2 separate regions of the Gossypium hirsutum genome follow, and region 2 is linked to region 1. The links are chromatin contacts, called in public Hi-C maps. All regions are on one chromosome and are shown on one strand. Each heading gives the region's core, a stretch centred on a gene start, on an enhancer-like site or on the middle of the called end of the contact. The rest is flanking DNA. Distances are from core to core; before and after follow the strand shown.

Region 1 (5,508 bases), core at 581-3,080:
AATTACGAAATGATTTAAACAAATATTTTAAAATGACCCGAATTCATGATAACTTAACTTAAAAAACTCGATTAATAAATCTAAAATTAATCTAAATCTAAAATTATTTGAAGTCAAAACAATTCAAAAATTTTAAAACACAAATTAATCCTATACAAAACTAAACTAAACCAACTTATCCATTTACACGACACCTAATAGCGAAAGTTTCAATTGGACTTCAACATGCTCTTATTCTACTTATAACCAAAGAAGAAAAAGCACAAAATTTGGAATGTTTCAAATTCAACAAAATTTTAAGTAAATACACATTCTTTGTGTGTTTTTTAAAAAGGAAATCAGCATCACACACGCATATATTATTAATATGCAATTTTTACATGTGAGTATAAAGTGAACCATTAATTAATAAACCTAAGGTTTATATTAAATGAAAGCATGTCTGCTTTAAACTTTAAATCGTGGCGCAAATAACAATAATCACATAAATATAAATTGTCTCCGTAGACCCTCCCAATTATATTAAAATTTGCTAAAGACAGAGATACAGATTTGTTTAAGACCAATTGAAAAATATGCTTGTCTAAAGCTTTCAAAATTTACAAATTTTCGGCAACGGAGAAGACTGTAATTCTCATTCTGATGGGGATCGAAATATCAAAAAAGTGAGATTCAAGGAAGGACTCGATGGAGAGGTTGTTGTTATGGCTGTGGATCCAAATCCAACTTTAACACTGTCTTGGAAGGACAAGCTTTTGGGGGGAGGAACAGTTAACTCCGAGATGGATTGTAATACTCCTTGCGTTGGAAGGGATAGTGATCTTGAATTGTTGGAAGGAGATGTGCGAACGACTATTGTCAATGGGATCCCAGCTATCACTTTCTCAAACCGTGTTAAAGAAATCATGTTTAAGGAGATGGAATTAACAATTGTTCTCAAACTATTAGGGCGACGTATTGGTTACAATGCTCTCCACAACTAAATAATCAGCCTATGGAAACTTGTAAAATCTTTTCATCTCATGGACATAGAAAACGGGTATTATTTGGTCCGGTTTCAGAATAAGAATGTTTATAATCATGTCTTGACTCAAGGACCATGGATCATTTATGGGTAGTATCTTATCGTTCAACCTTGAACTAAGGATTTCAGTCCATTGTAGCCATATCCCAGTATGGTGATGGCTTGGATCCGGTTACCAGGGCTCTAGGGCTTTATGTCCAAATGGAAAATTGTGGAGGCTATCGGGGGGCTGGTCAGAAAAGTAGTTAAGTTGGATTTCTAGACTGATAACTGAACTAGAGTTCGATTCGCTCGATTGGCTGTGTTTATCAACCTCGAGAAGCCACTGGTGTCTCAAGTTATGGTTGATGGCGCCGTTCAATGGGTGGAATATGAGGCTATTCCAATAGCTTGTTTCTATTGTGGTAAGTACGAGCATGTAAAGGATTTATGCTCGTCGGTGGTTGTGGATCCGAATTTGGAATGTTCTGTTGATGTGGTGGTTGCAAACTTAGGCGGAGCAATTAGAGGAGTTGTAGAGAAGAGAGGGTCAGAGTATGGATCGTGGATGTTGGTTGAGAGGAGATCGCAGCGTGGGCAACGGATCACACAGGCTAATGATACGGCGAAATCTCAAAAGAAACCATTAGGATCTAGGTTTACGACGTTAAATATGGTGGGGGAGATGAGCGTTGAGTTTGCTGCTACTACTGAAGAAATTCCGATGGAAAATGTTAGGCAAAATGATTGTGGGGGTTTAGGTGGTAACAATATTAGGGTTAAGAAGGGTCTAAAGAGGATTTGGGTTTCATCATTGGTGCAGGCTGAAAGAATAGTGTAGACTTTGGGTATTTCATAAGGCCTGCTAATGACGCTGGTTCGGGTGCTAGGGGTGTTGCTTCCTTGGGCCGAATGACTTTTGGGTTCTCCATGGGGCCTGTTAAGGCCAAAAATTTTGTTGTTAATGAGAAAAAAAATTGTTAGTGGGTTAAGAATTGTCTAAAGGGGATTTGGGTTTCATCTTTGGTGCAGGCTGAGAGAATTGTTAGTGGGCCAAAACTTTGGGTGATTTGGAGGATATTTCTATGATGGCTGTTGGGTTTGGACAAGTTAATAAAGAGCTCATTAATAATGATAATTACAATTCTAACTCTAAATTATTTGTTGGACATGTAGGTTTGGCACAACATATTTCAACTGATGAGGGTGTGGAAATTGAAGGTGTTGATTAAGGCGTTTTAGACACAGGGGTTCAAGTGAACAATAGTTCTAAAAATTTTGGGGGTGTTAAGGCACACTACAACCCCACCTTTGAAGAATCTGAAGGAACTTTAGTCTTTATTTCTGATGGAGTCTTGGACCTCGGAAAGCATTCAACGGTAAGTTTTAATGAAATTTCGCATAAAAAATAGGTATCTCGGTTAACCTTCCTCAGGAGAGTTTGAGTGCGGGTATTTCTATTTCTAAAGAAAGAAAGAGTGATGGTAAAGACATTAGCGACTGAAGTAGCCGAAAGGTTTCTAATGTGTTGCGAGGTTGAGGGAGTCAGTTTAAATCTTCCGAGAACTCGCGTATTCTCTTAGTAGAATTTATGAAGGTGATGGCATAATTTCTTTCATCCCAGGCTCCCAGTAAAGAAGAAAATAATGCTCAGGAAGTCGCAAATTTGACCGTGGATGGGGATACTGTTTATTGGTAGTAATGGTATGATCACTAAATTTTGTAATTATTTTATGAATTTTACAATTTTTTCTTGAAATTGTCAAGGCTGCGCTAGTGTTAAATTTTCTCGTATTTTTCGGGAATACAACTTTGAATATAAACTTGATATTAGTTTGCTTGAGCGAAGAGTAAGTGAAACCAAAGCAGATAATATTATTACAAATTTAGCTTTTCTGTATTCTTATCCTATGGAGGCGATAGGTTATTCGGGGGGTATTTGGATTGGTTGGAAGGATTCTATCCGTGTTAAGGTGGTTCGCAGTCATTCTCAATTTATTTTGACTCGAGTTTGGCCTATGTCTTTTTCAATACTGATCTTTATTTATTTTGTGTATGGAAGCCAGAATCAGTAGAAACGCAAGGACTTGCGGGAAGGTTTGAGATTTCCAGTTCCGTTAGGGACTATTTCGTGGATTTCTATTGGTGACTTCAACACAATCCTTTCTCCTATTGAGAAAACAAGTGGTCTTTCGAGCAGGAGGGGATGCCCTATTTTTAGAGACTTTGTAGACAAAGCCGAGTTACATGACTTAGATTTTCGAGGTCCTCCTTTTACTTGGCATAGAGGTGTGCTTTTTGAGAGGTTAGATCATGCGTTGGGTAATGAAGCTTGGGTTCAAAATTTTCTAAATAGCTTCATCACTCATCTCTCAAAGATTAAGTCTAACCATAGGTCGCTTCTTTTGCCCCTAAATTTGGAGTTTATTCTACCTAAAGGTAGGTATTTTTGGTTTTTAGCTGGGTGGGCCGATCAGCTTGATTTTGAAAATTTTGTAGAGGAAAATTGGATCTTTAGAGAGGACATGTTTGATACTCTTGGTAAGTTCACTCAAAACCTAAAGGAATGGAATAAGTCAGTTTATGGGTACATCACTGCTCGAAAGAGATTTTTGGTTATTAAGCTTGCCAATGTTCAATGGAAAATGGATTTCTCTAGCTCGAATTGCTTAGCTCAGGTGGAAGTGAAGATTTGTTAGGAGTTGAAAAACGTTCTGCATCATGCAGAACTTTTTTGGAAGCAAAAGGCAAGATGCGATTGGTTGAATCTGGGAGATCATAATACTAATTTTTTTCACACTTGTATGCTGTGAAGAAGGAAAAATAATCGTATTATCACTATCTGTAATTCTAGAGGTGATTGGATTTATGATCTAGAACCTATTGAATCTAGGGCAAATAAATTTTTCCAAAATTTGCATGGGGAAATTCTTGGCCCGATGGGAAGCTTACCTCTAAGCAATTTTTCTGAACTTGACCATGATGATTTTAATTTCTTAGGAAGTTGGTCATGAATGACGAAATTAAGAAGGCTCTCTTTGATAAGGCACCTTTTAAAGCACCTGGTAGTGATGAGTTTCATGCTCATTTTTGTAACAGCCTGTTTTCAGTGAAATCGAAATAGTAGTTTCGGGACCACAAATTCGAGTTAGAAATAAAATTTATTTTAATATTATTACATGTATTAAATTATGATAGGAAAAAAGGTATGAAAATTTTGATAAGAAAATTTTACCGATTTCATGTTTAATTGTTAGAAAGGACCAAATTGCATAAAATGCAAAAGTTAAATTCTAGTAGCTAGAAGGATTAAATAGCTATAGAATTTAAAACTTGATGTCCTTGTTTGACAATTAGACCATTAAATATAGTTAGTAGATAAGAATGCTTAGTCATCAATGAAAAATTAAGTAAAGAAAAGGATGAAAGGATGATAAATAATAAAATAGAAGAAAACATCATTTTATCATCATCTTCCCCAATTTATTTTCATGGAAACCCTAGCTAAGAAAAAGTGAGTTCAAACAAGTTGTTTTGACTCAATTAGGTATGAATTCTTGTTCCGTTTTTAGTAATTTTATATTTTTGAGATCGTATTTACTTAATCTAGTTAATTTGGGGATTAATTTTCAAAGTTATCAAAGTATTAAAATTTTTCCATGGATGAGTATGGTAAAATTTTGAAATTTATGTATGGTAAAATTTTGAAATTTATGGTAGAAAATGAAAGGTTTTTGATAGATAAACAACTTTTGTAAAGGAAATTTTCAATAAATTATGATTTAGGGACTAAATTGAAAAGATGTAAAGTTTATGAAAATTTTTTGGTTTTTGTGAAATACATGGATTGTTATTGTTATATGAAAAATTCGGTTAGGCTTAGGATAAGGATTAAATTGCATGAATTTCATTTTCCGAGCCTAGGGACGAAATCGTTATTTATTAAAAGTATAGGGGCAAAATGGTAATTTTTCCTAGGATGTGAATTGGATGAAATTGAATGTGAATTGTATTAAAATAAGTTAAATTTACTCATATAGATCCGGATCGACCTAGTTTAGAATTGGATTGAGGAAAATAAAAAGTATCAGATTAGTAGCCTACGAACAAGAACAATTATCGAGGTAAGTTCGTGTAACTAAATTGTGTATATTTATATGTATGAATTAAATATTGTATATGTGAATGTTGAATTGTGTAATTGTTATGTTTATGAAATTAATCATAAATTCGAAAATGCCTGATAAGTATGAAATCTCGTTTGAACAGATGAAATTTGATGGATACAAGATTTCCCGTATTGGTTGTGATCTTGCATATGTTGCGGACACACCATAACTCTTATGAGTATCCTATTTTAAGCCCTCTCGAGCTTCCTGTTACATGGTTCTTGCGAGCATCCTGATTGGTATTGATCCTGCATGTGTTACGGATATACCGCAGCTCTTTGTGAGCGTCCTATTATATGATCGATATGGATCCTACATATAACGCGGACATACCGC
Region 2 (5,305 bases), core at 1,107-3,606, 240 kb after region 1:
GTTTATCGTCCTTAATCAGGAATGCCACAAGAGAGGGGTTGATTAAAGGGGTGAGAGCTAGCAGAAGAGGCCCGACAATCTCACACTTGTTATTTGCAGATGATTCCATTTTGTTTGGTGAAGCCACCGAAAGTAGTGCAAGGAACCTAAAAGCTATTTTGAAAGAGTATGAGACTTGTTCTGGTCAATGCGTTAATTTTAATAAGTCCATGATCTTTTTTTAGTTCGAATTTAGAGGAGGGTGATAAAGGAAGTATATCGGCTGAAATGGGAATAGGATGCTCGACTAACATGGAGAAATATCTAGGACTGCCAAACATAGTAGGTCGGAAGAAAAAGGAATCTTCTCAGATTCTCAAAGACAGAGTAAAGCAAAGGATCAAAAATTGGAGCACTCGTTTCTTATCTCAAGGGGGTAGAGAGGTTTTCATTAAATCAGTACTTCAAGCAATTCCTACTTACGTAATGACATGTTTCCTACTACCAAAGTCGCTTTGTGGTGAGTTGGACAATTTATTTGCTAGATTTTGGTGGCAGGAAGGAAAAGGAAAGAAAAGAATTCACTGGTGTCAATGGGAATATATGTGTAGGCCTAAAGAGGAGGGTGGTATGGGTTTTCGAAATATGGCACATTTCAATATAGCACTACTGGCTAAGCAAGGGTGGAGGATTATGAATAATCAGAATGCTCTCGTAACGCAAGTATTCAAAGCTAAGTATCTCCAAGATAATCATTTCTTAAATTCCCGTTTAGGAAATTCATGTTCTTATGTTTGGAAAAGCATTTGGGCAGCCAAAGACTTATTGACAAAAGGGCACTGTTGGAAGGTGGGAATGGGTACTAATATTTCTATCAATGATGCTTGGATTCCAGATTCAGTTAACTTTAGATTATTATCAGAAATTAATTCTATGCGCGATGCTAAAGTTGATGAGTTGATTGACAGTCATTACAGAAGTTGGAAAAAAGAGTTGATTACCAGTACCTTTTCGGAAGATGATGCCACCAAAATCCTCAGAATTCCTCTGGCACAAACACCGCATGAAGACTTTCTTATCTGGGGTGGCGAACGGTCGGGTGAATTCACGGTCAGAAGCGCCTATCAACTATTACAAATATTGACTAAAAGTCTTAGAACTTATGCTTTACAGACCATCTATAGGAATTTTTACAAAAAACTTTGGAGCCTAAATCTACTGACTAAAATAAAGGTCACAATATGGAAGTTATCTTGGAATTATCTGCCTACAAAGGTGAATTTACAGCACCGGAAGTTAGCAGTCAATCCAAGCTGTCCCCGATGTGGAGAAGGAGCTGAAACAATGAACCATTTATTTCGCGAATGCCGTGTTACAATGGAGGTATGGAGAGCATTATCGTTCCAGAACATTTTGATGAATCAATGTGAGGATTTTTTACAGTGGATCACCTGGGTAGTAGAGGAGCTCAGCCTTTATCAAAGTTGAATATTCTGTTGTGCACTTTGGGCTATATGGGGAGATAGAAATAAAAAAATACATGAAGGCAAAGTTAGTAATGGGACGGAAGTTGCAAACTTTATAAACAATTACATTAATGAGATTAATGGCCTTGAAAAAAGAGATCTAAATCGTACCGGAGAGAACCAGAGATGGTCGTACCCACAGGAGAGTTTCATCAACATCAACTTTGATGGTGCCTACGATAAAAGCCAGAATCGGTCGGCTTCGGGTATTGTGGCCAGAGATTCGGAACGAAATATCCTCTTCTCATGTTCAGAGATTCATTCTAATATCTCATCGGCCTTTGCTGCTGAAGCAATAACCTGCTGGAGAGCAGTCCAAATAGGAACCGGGAAGGGATGGCAGTTTCTGATTCTTGAAGGAGATTCCCTCGCAATCATCAAAAATGCAATTCAAAGGGTCAAGACAGATCGATGGTAGGGGCATACATTTATAACATTCAACAGAAAATATATGGATTTGATAATATCAGATTTCAACATACACCTAGGTCTGCAAATAATCTTGCACATATCTTAGCAACAGAAACGTTAAAAAGAGGAGAAGAAATTTACCTGGATAGGGGAGTTCCTGAGTATGCTATGGATCAAGCTCGGTACGATAGGAGAAGAGGACCAGATTAGAAGTTTTCAGGAGAGGAAGAGTGGAGAAAGGAAGCCTCAGAACAGTAAAGGAAACGGATCGATTTTCTTGGCATATTTTGAAAATGGAATCATCAAAAATGAATTGAAATGACAGAAAGACTGGAAGACGGTTTCCAAACAACTTCTGATTGGGCAACGGATCGGTGCATTAATGCCGGTTCTAGAATTTTCGTTTATAATATCTAGATATTTTTGTATAAGGCCATCTGATTTGGGCCATGTTTTGGTTTAGGTTTATTTTGTTATGTTTTGGTTTTATTTGGTTTTGGTTTCAGATTAGAACAGTATGTATTTATTTTCATAATAAAGCCCAATCCGGAAATTTCAAAAAAAAAAATTAGCTAACACCAATTAGAAAGTTTGAAAATAAGGAGTGTGATGTTGCGGCTGAGTAATATGGAGGATGATGAAGTAGTTTGCATGTTGGGTGAAGGTGCTTTGGATGGTGATGGCACTTTGAACCAAGTTGAGATTTATTATAATTTTTATATTAATATATTAATATATTTTATAACTTTTTAAATAATTTTTACATGTTTATATAATTTTATAATAATTTTTAATTTTTTGTAATTTTCATATTTTTATAATTTTTTATATGTTTATATAATATTTTACAATTTTTGATGACATTTTTCTTTTACAAATTTTATGATTTTTGTTTTATAAATTTGTATTAGAAAAATGAACCACTAAATCTAGAACTGCCACGTGTCATCATCTATTTGGTCTACAAATTAATTTAACAATTAACATAGTCTAAGATAGAAACCGTTTAATGGATGAGCTTAATTGATTTGTAGGTTATTGACAAGAGCTCAATTGGATAAGTTTAATTAATTATTTTTTTTATTTTTCTCTTAAGGATTTCTTATACCTTTAAGCCTAATATAATACTAATATAATTATGGTTTAGAATAAATTATAAATTTAAATCATTTGTGAGTGTCGATGAATTCTTTTAAATACGATGTTAGAAATCATGAAAAACAAATGCATTGGTGATGGAAGAAACTGGTGGCTAAAAGAAATGAAAGCTGTGGTGGTGGCTGTGATTGTTTAGAGAAAGATGCATAGAGAACTTAGAATATGTTTAAGCTTGGCAAACAATCAAAAGATTCCAAATGAAATATTTAAGCCTTTATTTATAGCTCTCCGAAAAAGTTATTAAAAGAGCAATTATAAAAGAAGTAGAGGCGAATGAACTAAAGTTATCAAAGTAACCATATATACATAGTTGGATGGTAACCAAGTATTCAATTCAAACGATAGTTGAAACCAAATCAAATAACTTAGTGGAGAAAGATGTCCTTACGATAAAGTAGTTGTTAAGAAATTTTTGTATTGAACTAACTTGTGGATTAAAAATTTATAGCATTTTGGATTTAGTTGATGTACATGGCATTGGCATAATAGATGGTTTTCATACTTGTGCTTACAATCTTTGTATCTTTTGATCGTTATTTTGGACCAAACTCATTGCCACAACATTTTGCTTTTTAAGGAGCATAAAGGTATTTGATAATAAAATAGTTGATAGGTTATTCATATATTATATTACATTGTAAGAGAAATGATTGTATGAAATAGTGACGTCACGTCATTTGTATCTCTTTTCAATCATTTAATGACATGTCAGGTTAATTTTTATATGTCATTTACACCTCATTTAATTAATTTCTTAACCATAAATCCCTAAAATCTCAATTAAAAATTTCCCGCCACAACTCAATCCTAATTAAGAATTTCTTTGCACTTCTCTGCAACAGTTGGCTGTTGCTATTCATTTGTTGTTTTTCTAGCAACTGTTGGTTGCTGCTATTTTGTGATTCAATTGCTATTTGTTGCTATTCAATTGTTGTTTTTCTTGGCACTTCATTGCAACTACTGACTACTACTATTCATTTGTTGTTTTTCCAGCAACTGCTGCTATTTTTCTATTCAATTGTTGGCTGTTGCTATTCAATTGTTGTTCTTCTTGGCACTTCTCTGCAACTGCTGGCTGTTGCTATTCATTTATTTTTTTTCGGCAACTGTTGCCTACTGCTATTTTGCTATTCAATTGTTGGCTGCTACTATTCAATTTTTGTTTCAAGATAAGTTTTAATTTTAATAGTTTCTATTTTCACAATACGATAATGATGATAATGATCATTGAATCATGAAAATTGAGAAGAAGATACAATAATTCAAAGTTGTTGGCCATTGTTATTGATTGAAGTTTTTTTTATATATATTAGACATATGATTAAATTAAATATGTTACACTATTGCAAACTATGGAGATTTTCTGGTTAGTAATCGTGTGCATGTTCTAGAGATTTTTTTTTTAGTTTGATGTGGAATTGTGTTTGTTTGGGATATTAAGTATTTCCACTTGGTTTTCATTTGTTTGAAATAGAGTTGTATTTAGAATCTTTGAAAGAGTTGTGATTTTTAATAATAATGATTTAGCTTAGTGAAAAAAATCTGTATGGTTTTCAATCTGTGTTTTTATTAGATTTTAATTGAAATTTAAAATATTTTAGCGACTTCTTTTATTATCATGATTTTTTATTAGATATTAAAATTTCTTCACAGGTTTGGTTAATTTATAATTTTCATTTATGGAGACACATCAAGACAAAATAGTTCATCTTGTCGATAAAAAAGATAATTCCGTTGAAGAAATAAAAGTGAGACTAAAAGTGCATTTCAAATAAAAGGCTTATAATCTTTATAATCAGTTTGCTCTGAGTAAAGGGTTTAGTATTCGAATAGGAAATAAGAGACGAAGTATGACTGAACCTATAAGACAACGTGATTTTTTGTGCTTGAAATCTAGGTATCATATGTAACACCCCAAACCCAGCCTAGACGTTATGACCGTATCTAGTAATGTCACACGATAGTGTTTTTGAAACCTCATTGTTACATTGAAAATATTTCATGTTATTATCTTTAGCAAACCTTTTTTAGAACTTAGAAAGTCGCCTTTATTCATTTAAAACATTTGTTTTGAAATATCCCTCGTTGCGGAAGCTTTAATAAAATAGTCTAACTGATCATGCGTTTAGAAACTACTTTAACTTTTTGAAAATCGAATTTCCTACGACCAGCAAGTATAAATCCATAAAGTAAAATAAATAAAAATCCAAAATTTAAAACCAAAGTCCCAG

Evidence for each region. Hi-C and Micro-C count contacts between places; a contact is called where the count stands out from the background.
Region 2: a contact with region 1 is called in a Hi-C map of leaf, with 2.0 times the contacts expected there. The contact joins two enhancer-like sites. A contact is called at or near these places in 13 of 34 Hi-C or Micro-C datasets (callus, hypocotyl, leaf and 1 more).

What each region holds. Positions count from the first base shown.
Region 1 is chrD01:17,629,936-17,635,443 of Gossypium_hirsutum_v2.1, forward strand. No RefSeq gene overlaps it. Among protein-coding and RNA genes, the nearest start is that of LOC121214099, 14 kb to the right of the region's middle. Within about 2 kb of position 1,831, at least 9 of the 9 cell types and tissues checked have an H3K27ac peak or open chromatin away from gene starts, as enhancers often do. A contact at or near this core is called in leaf, where this site is marked.
Region 2 is chrD01:17,871,530-17,876,834 of Gossypium_hirsutum_v2.1, forward strand. No RefSeq gene overlaps it. Among protein-coding and RNA genes, the nearest start is that of LOC121213895, 6.4 kb to the left of the region's middle. Within about 2 kb of position 2,357, at least 7 of the 9 cell types and tissues checked have an H3K27ac peak or open chromatin away from gene starts, as enhancers often do. A contact at or near this core is called in leaf, where this site is marked.